Linked DNA regions of Danio rerio: region 2 is linked to region 1. Evidence: chromatin contacts called from public HiChIP or PLAC-seq data. All regions are on one chromosome and are shown on one strand. The core of a region is the stretch at or near the end of the contact, and the rest is flanking DNA. Distances in the headings are between cores, read along the strand shown.

Evidence for each region. HiChIP or PLAC-seq counts read pairs in DNA pulled down with a chosen protein or histone mark.
Region 2: a contact with region 1 is called in an H3K4me3 HiChIP or PLAC-seq map of embryo, with 9 times the contacts expected there. The contact joins the promoter of adgrl3.1 here to the enhancer-like site in region 1. A contact is called at or near these places in 5 of 18 Hi-C or Micro-C datasets (caudal fin, embryo, hematopoietic stem cells and 1 more) and 2 of 4 datasets of contacts at active chromatin or transcription factors (caudal fin and embryo).

The regions. Positions count from the first base shown.
Region 1 is chr1:24,475,586-24,481,246 of GRCz12tu, reverse strand. No RefSeq gene overlaps it. Among named protein-coding and RNA genes, the nearest start is that of smim18, 34 kb to the right of the region's middle. Within about 2 kb of position 2,001, at least 4 of the 62 cell types and tissues checked have an H3K27ac peak or open chromatin away from gene starts, as enhancers often do.
Region 2 is chr1:24,728,094-24,733,462 of GRCz12tu, reverse strand. It overlaps adgrl3.1 (adhesion G protein-coupled receptor L3.1), which reads left to right and starts at 2,759. Exons shown (of 22, transcript XM_684028.11): 1 at 2,759-3,226. It overlaps LOC141385568 (a long non-coding RNA gene), which reads left to right. Exons shown (of 3, transcript XR_012406192.1): 3 at 318-1,941.

The DNA of each region.
Region 1 (5,661 bases), core at 752-3,251:
AAAGAAGTCAGTGAAAGGTGGGGAAGTTTTGATGTTTTCTGCCGCAGGAGTTTGGCCTCTTGCAGTATTCACACAGGGTGACTGTGTTGATGCTTCTCTTTTACTTTGAATCGGTGAAGTCACACAGATGTGATGAAGTCAACTCAAGGTCATTTCCTAATATTTAACTGCAATAACCTTCAGAACCCCTACTACACTCCTCTTTTAGGATAACTTCAAATGTGACCCTGAAATTTAAAAAATGTAGGATGTGACTGTTTTTTCGAATGGACATTGACCAGATTGGTATTGTTTGCTGATTGCTGTGATTTGATGTTAGTAACAGGTTGCTGGAGGAATGATTAGCCCTCGCACTGGCGCACGTCATCAGAGAAGATGTTGAAACAGGGAGGAGGGGTGTTAATGTTGTTGATCAAAGACTGTGAAAGCATATAAATAATAAAAAAAAGATGTGCACAGATAAATCTTTTATAATAAACACTGCAGAATGAAAATAAAAACTGTAGATTTTGAGTTTATGTCTTTGAATTAAGAACAGGAACCATGTATTAAGAACGTAAACGGGGTCAATTGATTTCATGCCAAAAGTACAAGGCATCATACCATGTTGGTAACCATACAAAGTAAGGGCTATTTATAAAACCTTACCCAAACCTTCACAAGCATCTGTTTCCTGGTTTCCACTGAAAATAGCCTGAGTGGGTATTACATCTGCAAAGCAGTGCTTGTGCGTCCTGCCGTCAGGTCAAGTGTATTGAGTTTGTCACCAACACAATAGTTCCTAATCAGAGCATTGAGAGGTTCAGAATGACAGAAAATGCTATATAAAATTGTGTCTGGTAAGGAAAACATTAAGCAACATCTGCAGGTGTGTGTGTGTGTGAGTGTTTTAGGACCCTCTAGCATTCCCACGGCATATGTTCTGCTGCAGTTTGACAGTGAAACACTGAGACTGAGAACAGGCATTTTCTGAATATATGTAAAGACGCTGCTCGTCTATTCAAACTCTCTCCCATGTGCATCTAAAAGCGTATGTTATGAAATGGAAGAGGCATAGATAAACACAGCGGGGCAGCCGTGGGTCAGAGTATTTGCCTCTCATGGCATCTTTTTCAGAAAGGTCACATGTGTCCGGGTGGACTTCCTGCTGCTAAGAGATCTTCATAATGAATCTGGATTAGACAGGGTCTGGGGATCTCAAAACACTTGGGATGCCACGGTTCTTATTTTTAAAGAACTTCAAATTGTTTGCTTCTCAGCGGATTTTTTTTAAAACAACTATTTAGAGAAGAAAGCACAAACATATCACATTTATGAAACTCTTTCACTAGCATGATGAAACCAAGGTTTATCAGAAACGGAATATTTATGTGTTTTATATTAATATTTATACATTTTCCATGCTTGTCAGTACAGTCAATTGAACATCAAACACTGGTTTTGGTTTCATTTTTTTTTTTTTTTTTATATTTCTTTATTTCTTTACACTACTAGTCAAAAATGTTGGTAAATACTTGAATATTTTTGTGGAGGAAAAAACACATAGCTTTTCTAAGTATTGCACACAGAGATGCCCTGAATCTGATAAGCAAAGTAGCACAGAAACCAGTTCAATAATCATTTGACTCCAGCAAGCTAATCCCGTTTTGATGAGTTTACTATTGACTGTTAGTATTTTCACGCATTTGTAGCAAACGCATACATCAACGCTGCCACCAAGTGGACGCAAAATTCAGTGCAGCTGCAGGCAAACTTCAACCCATTTAAACATTAGGCATTTATGTGGAGGAATCGACTCTTTTGTATTACATTCCTTTAGTTCTTAATCAGTTTTATATTGTTAAAGGTCTGTTTAACCCTTGCACTGTATTGGTGGTAAAGCAAAGCATCCGGACGTAATCACTCACCAAACATTTCCACTGCTTCCTGTAATGAGATGAATTATTAGTCCATTATGGCTAACAACCTATTCTTAAGCAGGAAGGAACATACACACATGTGAAGCTTATCAGCAGAGAGAATAGAGCTACCTCTGTGTTTTGAAAAGGTCAAGTTGTGTGTGTTAAATGTTGAGGAAACACCGGGTGTCAAAATGAAGCCAGTTTACTCTTTTGTTAAGACAAAGGCAAATGCTCTGAATAAATATGTTGCGCAATCCCACATTCTGTATGACTTATATTCAGATTTTTCTTAACGTTAAAGATATGTTATCTAAAATCAAGCTGTTTTGAATTGTTTTAAAAGTTTGCATACAAATAACAATGTTGTCATGATCCATTTTACACATATCTGAAAAATATATATATATATTTAAAAAAAAATTATGAAAAAACACTGCATTATGGATGCCAGGTCAGTAGTTGCAGATTGAGTTGTCAAGTAGGCCTAATTATGCATCAATTCAATTCATCTTTATTTCTATAGGGCTTTTACAATGTAGATTGTGTCAAGCAGCTTACTCATAGTAAATTGACACAGTGTCAGTCCAGTTTTCAGAGTTGAAGTTCAGTTTAGTTCAGTTCAGTTTAGGGTGGTTTAATTTTCACTGCTAAAAGTCCAAGCACTGAAGAGCAAATCCATTGATGCGCAGCTCCACAAGTCCCGAACCATGCAAGCCAGTAGCAACAGCGGCAAGGAAAAAACAATTGGTGAAAGTGAAGAATAAAAAAACTTGAGAGAAACCAGACTGAGTTGGGCACCACCATTTCTTCTCTGGCCAAACTTTTTGTGCAGAGCTGCAGTCTAACAGTCTTCTTGTGCAGAGCTGCAGTCTAACATAAACACATAAAATGCATGTGAAGACAACAATTCACCACATCATGTATAGAGGCCAACTGAAAAGTTGACTTCAATACCATTTTCAAAGTACACACACACACACACACACACATATATATATATATATATATATATATATATATATATATATATATATATATATATATATATATATATATATATATATATATATATATATACAATAAGTACTAACAGCAATCATAGCTGTTTCAAAGGGAATTTTTATACCATTTTTAGCACTACTATTAGCATTATGCTATGTTTACTAAGAGCAAATAGCGATATATTCTCTAAAGTTCATCCAAAAATGAACGTCCTGTCATCATTTACTCATCTTTCATATGATATTCAAAACCTATTTCAGTTTCCTTCTAAGTTGATGGATCCCAGCAACCAGCATTCTATAAAACATCTTCTTTTGTGTTCAACAGAAGATAGAACCTCAAAGGCCAGCAAAATCTGACCTGCAAAATCGCATCACTTTACTGCGTGACACCAATCAAAGATCAAAACATGACCTCTCTGGAAAGAAATTTAAAACATGGACCAATCGCTTGCTTTTTTTCTATGTCTAATCATCTTGTTTAATCCCGCCCCTTTTCACAGTGATGTATAACAGAATTTTGCACGCACCAGATGTAGTGTAACAGCAGCATAAATAAAATTTGAAGGAGCACTTGGTAATTAAAGATGTTTGTTTGATCAAGGTTGCAGCTGAACTCTGCAGGAAGGTTCATATCCAGGAAGATGATTGGACAACCCTGCTCTAGAGTAAAGCCAGTAGACAAAGTAGCCAAAGCACACATAGTCTAGTACACTAGTATTACGCTTTTCAGCAAGGTAGCCAAGGAACACATAGATCCTGTTATAAAACAGGGGGTCCCATGCAAAAAATAAAGAAAAACGAATATATAAACAATCAAGATTTCATTGATTTGTTTTGCATTAATATTCTTCTGTTATATTCTCTGACAGCAAGTTTTAGAATATACGGGCAGTAGTAAGTGTTTATGCTTAGATTGTAACACACCTACAATTTTCTTTGTAATAGATATCTGCACCCAATCGTCTGCACCCAAACATTAGCCTATTTTATTTCTTTGTTTTAAGCATGGTTTTAAATCATTCAAATGCAGTGTTATTAGAGATAATGTGCATATCATAAATGTTATATAAAATGTTTATATTCCAAAATTTGTAGCTTTGCCAAGATTAGCATATATATATTTTTTTAAATATCCTCCTTTTAAAATAATACTTACTTTAACAGAATAATTGCTGTTGCCATAAATGCAACACAAACTATTAGGCTGTTTTCGATTAGAACGCAAAGAATGGAGTTGCTTTCTCATGGAGAAGAGTCTTGTCCAGTTACATTGGAAGAGCAAAATCTGAAGAATGCAGGAACACATAACCATATATATCCTTGTAAGAATAGAGATGCTTGCCACATCCTCTTTAAGAAGAACCCCAACATATTTATCAACAGTCGTTAAGCACCCTAATTAAATATACACAGTTGAAGTCAGAACTATTAGCCCGCCTTTGAATTTTTTTTTTCTTTTTTTAAATATTCCCAAACAATGTTTAACAGGGCAAGGAAACTATGACAGTTTGTCTAATAATATTTTTTTCTTCTGGAGAAAGTCTTATTTGTTTTATTTTGGCTAGAATAAAAGCTCTTTTAGATTTTTAAAACACCATTTTAAGGACAAAATAAGCCCCTTTAAGATCATTATACAATAACTTGCCTAATTACCCTAACCAAGTTAACCTAATTAACCTAGTTAAGCCTTTTAAGGTCACTTTAAGCTGTATAGAAGGTTCTTGAAAAATATCTAGTCAAATATTGTTTACTGTCATCATGGCAAAGATAAAATAAATTAGTTATTAGAAATGAGTTATTAAAACTATTATGTTTAGAGATGTGTTGAAAAAAAATCTTTTCTTCGTTAAACAAAAATTGGGGAAAAATTATACAGGGGGTCTAATAATTAAGGGGGGCTATTAATTCTGACTTCAACTAAATACATATATATTTGTGCTTGTCTGTCAGATGAAAAATTTTAAAAAATTGATCCTTTTCACCCACTGCCCACCCGCAATTAAAAAGAATGTACTTTTTGATTGCCTGACCTTTCGGGCCTGTGAATTAGGTGCAACCCCTGCAAATACAATCGAGATCTGGTCATCACTTATACCTACACGCATCTCATACCAACAACCCCTGCATTTTCCAATACATTTGTTGCACATAATAATACACATAAATATTATACATTTAAATGCCAGGTATTAGACCTCGATAGTACGTTAGTGTGGTGAAGGGCTTCTTGTGCTGACAATACAGCATCAGTTTGCCTTGGGAAGTCCTGCACATTGGCCAGAGGGATTTTGAGCCATTCTTCTTGCAGAATAGTGGGCAGGTCATATAGTGAATAGTGCTCCAAAACACCCCAAACTGGCAAGGTGCAATTAATGAAGATTGGCCACCAGGCTGGTCAAATGTAGCCATGAAACCTCCTACAGTAAAGCTGCGGTCACATTAGAGTTTGAGCATGCAATATTCTGTCGTGCGGCGCTGCGAAAAGGGGCAGGATTAAACAAGCAAATTAGACATTTTTAAATGGGAGCGATTGCTCCATGTTTTAAATTTCTGTCCAGAGATGTCATGTTTTGATCTTCGATTGTTTTCACACAGTCAAGTAATGTCGCAGGTCAGAGTTCACCAAGCTTTAACTTTGCACCGCAACAACCTGGGAAACTTGACCCATGACCTCACGTTTTTCGGTCTGACGCATACGTGTGCCTATGAATCGAAGTCTATGGGGAGAAAAGTCCAGTGTGACCACAGCTTAAATT
Region 2 (5,369 bases), core at 1,510-4,009, 250 kb before region 1:
TTATATCCATATCGCAAAATTTATTGCAAAATAAAAAAAAATATCGCAATGTTAAATTTTTCCAATATCGTGTAGCCCTGGCCCACAGTGTTCAACACTTGCAGTTACAACCCCCTAATATCTACAACCCCTAATATTTTTAGATGGATTGAAATGCAATTCCATACATACATCATTGTCTGGAAGCTGACTTTATAAATCAAATTTCAAATAGTCTTTACTCTTTAAAAAACAATATCTTTAAACCTTTGATTAAAACATCAAAGACTGTGACATAAGTAATCATATGAGTTTTTCTTTTGTATCATGACTTATAGGTGCTTATTTGGTGAGTGAGATGATGCAACTCCATATTTCCTGCCTCATGCGAAAGCCTTGTCATGCAGCACGTGTATACGCCTACATCGTTACCAAAGCAACATGCAGGTTGGTTATATGTGTGAACACACAAATATGACCCAAACACTTGCAATTAATAGTGTGGATAGTCTCATTGACATGATATGTTTTTGAGAAAAAATTGGTTTCTCTGCATGCAGTCTGAGCATAGCTTCACTTTTGTGCTATTCACATGTTCATCGCAGTTCCCTGCTGGATTCATTCCTTATTTGTTGTCATGGTTACTGATTGCTTTGTGCACCCGCTTCTTGTTCAGTTAATTTTTCTCTTACAAATGTACGCCCTATTGTACTTCTACTCATTGTCCAGTATTTTGTTTTTGTTGTTTAGACTATTGTTTTTCATGTTTGATTACCATCTTTATTTTTAATAGTAAATTATTGACCCTTCTACCTACATTGGCAATACAATAATTAAACTTTACTTAATTTATCTTTTGAAAGCTTTTCCATTCAGACTTTAAGTAAACCTAAATGTTTGTTGAGTATTTTCTTGTCATTTGAAGTTGTTTACCTCAAGTAGACCTACATTTGTATTTTATTGAAATGTGTAGAGAAAATAAATACTGAGTGTCATAAAATAAAAGACACTCTACCTTAGAACAAAAGCAATGTTAAAACTGTAAATACAGCTGGAAAGCAATGAAAAATCAAAGGTGTGCGATGGAAAAGTTAAATAAGTTTTACTTTGATATTTACTATAGTAATTTGAAAACAATTCCAAACAAAATCTCCAGGATTAATGCCTACAAACATGAATTTAGTAGGGTGAATTCGGGTAATCTTGGACACTTTATTGCAATTTTGACTTCAGCTCTCTAATTTCAATGTCTTTCTAACTAATTAGAACAACATATTAGATATTTATGAAATCACTAAGATGTTTTCTAACCACCTAAGAAAACATGTAGATGTTGTACAGAGAATAGCCATGCCACACTTATTAGTATTTAAAAATACTAATAGGTATTAACTGCCTGAATTTGATAACCTGGGACAGGTCACTTCATGATCTGGGACATACAGTTGAAGTCAGAATTAGTAGCCTGCTTTTATTCTAGCCAAATTGTTTGTTTTATACAAATAAAAATGATCAGAAATACTGTGACATTTTATTTGCCATGTTAAACATAATTTGGGAAATATATAAAAAAATAATAATAATAAAAAGGGGGGCTAATAATTCTGACTTCAATTGTATGTATTTATGCTGAAAAAGTAAATATTTGCCATATTTATGCATGCCAAACACAATTTTACCAATTTTTAAAAAGTAAGAGAGAGAAAGAGAGAGTGTGTGTGTGAGTAACTGGTAACTAATTATTTTTTTCTTCCTCGTTCTAACAATGCAGAAATTAAAATTGTTTTTAAATACTTATCATATGTTTATAAAAATATAAAGTAATTTAGTATTTTATAGTATTGTTTTATTTAAAAGACTTTGTGTTTCTTTAATGCAACAACGCTGTTGCAATCACGTGTCATTAATAGAAATACGTAAATTAAAAATTGTAAAAGGATAAATTAAATTCTGTAAATATTCATTCATTCATTTTCTTTTTGGCTTAGTCCCTTTATTAATCTGGGGTCACCACAGCGGAATGAACACACTTATCCAGCACGTTTTTACGCAGCAGATGCCCTTCCAGCTGCAACCCTGGGACATCACTGGGAAACATCCATTTACTCTCATTCATACTCATATGGACAATTTAGGCTACCCAATTACCCTGTACCACATGTCTTTGAACTTGTGAGGGTAAACTCCACACAGAAATGCCACCTGACTCAGCCGAGGCTCGAACCAGCAACCTTCTTGCTGTTAGGTGACAGCACTACCTACTGCGCCACCACGTCACTCCTCTGTAAATATTACAGAGTCTTACTGATCTCACTAATATTACTAATCTAATTTTAGGATATTATCTTTATTACTAATTAACTTATTTTCTGCTATGTTTAAATTATAGCTCTGCCTTCTCAACTATGTTACCATGATTTTACACATTTAAACTGAATTTTTGTAGAACTAGTATAATTAAAAATCATTTCAATTGAACACATTTTAGTGTAATAATAACCTCAGTTAAGTTTTGTCAACCCTGATTATATAATATTCAAAATTACAGTTTAACACGCGAAGTCTTAAAATTTAGATTTGAAGTTTCAAAGTGGAAAAGGCTCAAGTGTTACAATTTCTCTGAATGACCCCGCAGGTGATGGGAAGGTCGACCCTTTACTGCTGTGCGCGCACTCGGCCACCAGAGCGTGCTCAAGCCTTCCTGTCACCACAAGCTCCTGATTCACCGCCCCTCTCTTATTCTCCTTTTCTTTCTCTTTCCCTCCCACCCTCCATCCTTGAATCAAGCATCACTTTGCTTCCAAATTGGCTTGTCATTTTCTCTCGGCGCTCGTTCGCTAGCTGTCGGGTCGCATGGACGATCTAGCGATGGACTGGCGCTGATCTCGTGGATTGTGCCATCGCTGGAGCCACTCTGCGCATTTTCCTCTTATTCCAAAAAAAAAAAAAAAAAAAAACACTGGTCGGGATACAGCACGGGATACGATCCCCCGTGTCCACCATAGATCTACTGGGTTTGGGGGACGAAGGATACTCGATATATATTCAGTTCTTTGATCGAGGGTCCTCGGGAGGCTTGAAGCCTCAGAACGGCGCATCTGGAGGAGAAGCTCAAAACATCATCTGCGTGTTTTATTCACACACGGACACACTGTCAAGGGAATTAAGGAGCATTCCGAGATCACACAGCCCGATGCTGCTCAGCACATCCATAGCTGACTCCTTTTCCAGTGCTTTATAAGATGCGGTGAGTCAATGCTTTTAAACAAGGTGACGTTATTTCTTACGGGCCAATAAATCAATAACCGATGGACGTGTGAATGGAAGCGCCAGTGAGATGCTGTAGCTAGTTGGCGCTTTCCGAACTCTCCACATCCAACAGCTGAAATATTCGGTGTGTGTGTGTGGCATCGGACACAGGATGCTTTTTGCCGTGTGTCGTGCGTGGTGTTTTAATGGGCGTCGGTGCGCGCGCGCGTGTTTGAGTGTACAAGTCGCTGCCTTCAGCTCTTGCCGTAGCGAAACCATAGCTTTCATTTGTTTATAACCGCCAGGATCGAGCCAGGCAGCGTGAGGCAAATAACGCTATATTGATGGCCTGCATTCCCTTAGCTTTTACATAAAGAGAAGACTGTCAACGCATCGCTCGACTTAGTTTTTCTATGTGTGTATGTATGAGTGTGTGTGTGTGTGTGTATAAACAAAAGATGCGTTAGTATAAATCAGGAAGAAAAAGAGGAAAGCATCTTCAAAATAAACAGCCACTCTGATAGCCTTGAGAACATCCACAGCGTTTCATGCAACCAAACACCGTCAGATCAGTACAGAGATCATATGACCTTGATTCATTGACTAATAAAGACACAACTGCCATTCATGTCACCCTGATGTCATGAAAATTGCAGTACGTGCTGGATCATCATATATAGCGCATAACCAATCATGCAGGATTATTTGTCATTTGTCAACAGAGATAATTTAAAGGCTAAGTAGTCAGCTCAGTTATAGATTTTAATTGATTGTTTACCTCGTGTAGATGACCCATTTAAAAAAAAAGGAAAAGACCTTAGTGTCTGCGTTCCAGTGATTGCAGTGAATTCACATCACATCTTGTGTGCAATACAAATAGACAGAGACAGGAAGAACGGACAGATTGCCTAACAGCCAAGTTCATCCAGGTCAGATCAAAAATCAAAGGCCTTTGAAGTCACAACCGAAAATATCAGAACTATTTTGGTGAAAGGATTGTGGATATATTCTGCTCAGTGCAAGATAACTGCTCTGTGATATAACATTAGGGGTTTGATTTCAGTCTTGGCCCCTAGTCAAACTCAGAATAATTGTTAGGTCTCTTTGTGTTCTCTCAACGGATAAATTATGAGCAGACGGAAGTAGAAGCATCTACATTAAGCAATAAGAGACACATTAAAGGTATGGTTTACCAAATATAAGACACAACTCTGTCATTGTTTGCCTAGCCTCATGTTATTTCAAACCTGTTTGACTTTCTTTCTTTAGTGCTACACCAAAGGAGATGTTAGGCAAGACGACTGCTTCAGTTCGCTTTCATTTTACAGTAAAAAGACGCAACGAAGGTGAATGACAACTCAAGCTGTCAGTCACAAACATGTGCGACAACATCTCTTTTTGTCCTCTTCAGAGGAAATAACCTTAAACAGTTTTGGAACAAGATGAGAATGAGTAAACAATGACAAAATTTAGAGTTTAGGTGTATGGTTTGGCAATATTTTTTACTAAATAATGTGATGGCACTTGCAGCCTTGCAACATCATGACATCATGAGAGGGGTAATTTTTGCATTTCTTTGCTAAATGAACACTTTTAGATCTTTGTGAGTTTCTGTTTTCCATCAAGATGTTTGCTCGGTTTCCTTGTTTTGTCAGTGGGTGGTGTGCTGAATTTCACACACAAGGGTGGAGTTGTATTTTTCAGATTGGGTTTTCTGGTTTTGTCTTTTTGCTTTGATGGGGTGTTTTGTATTTCCACCCCTAGTGTCTTAAAGCTGACTTGGGAAATGTCCGCACCCCTAACACCACTAAACAGAGCAGCAAAATATAAATGAAAATGATTTCAAATAGATTTTAGGAGCACACATAACTCAGGCCAACAAATAATGTAAATCTTGTATATATATATATATATATATATATATATATATATATATATATATATATATATATATATATATATATATATATATATATATATATATATATATATTCTTTTTCTGTGCTTTTTGGCAACTCTTAATGTGTTTAACTATCAACATGGTTTGTAGTTTTTTACGCTGGATTGCAGCAAAACCTTGCCCACCTTTTTTTTAAATGAAGTGCCAAACACTATTTGGACTATACTTATTCGCAATGTAG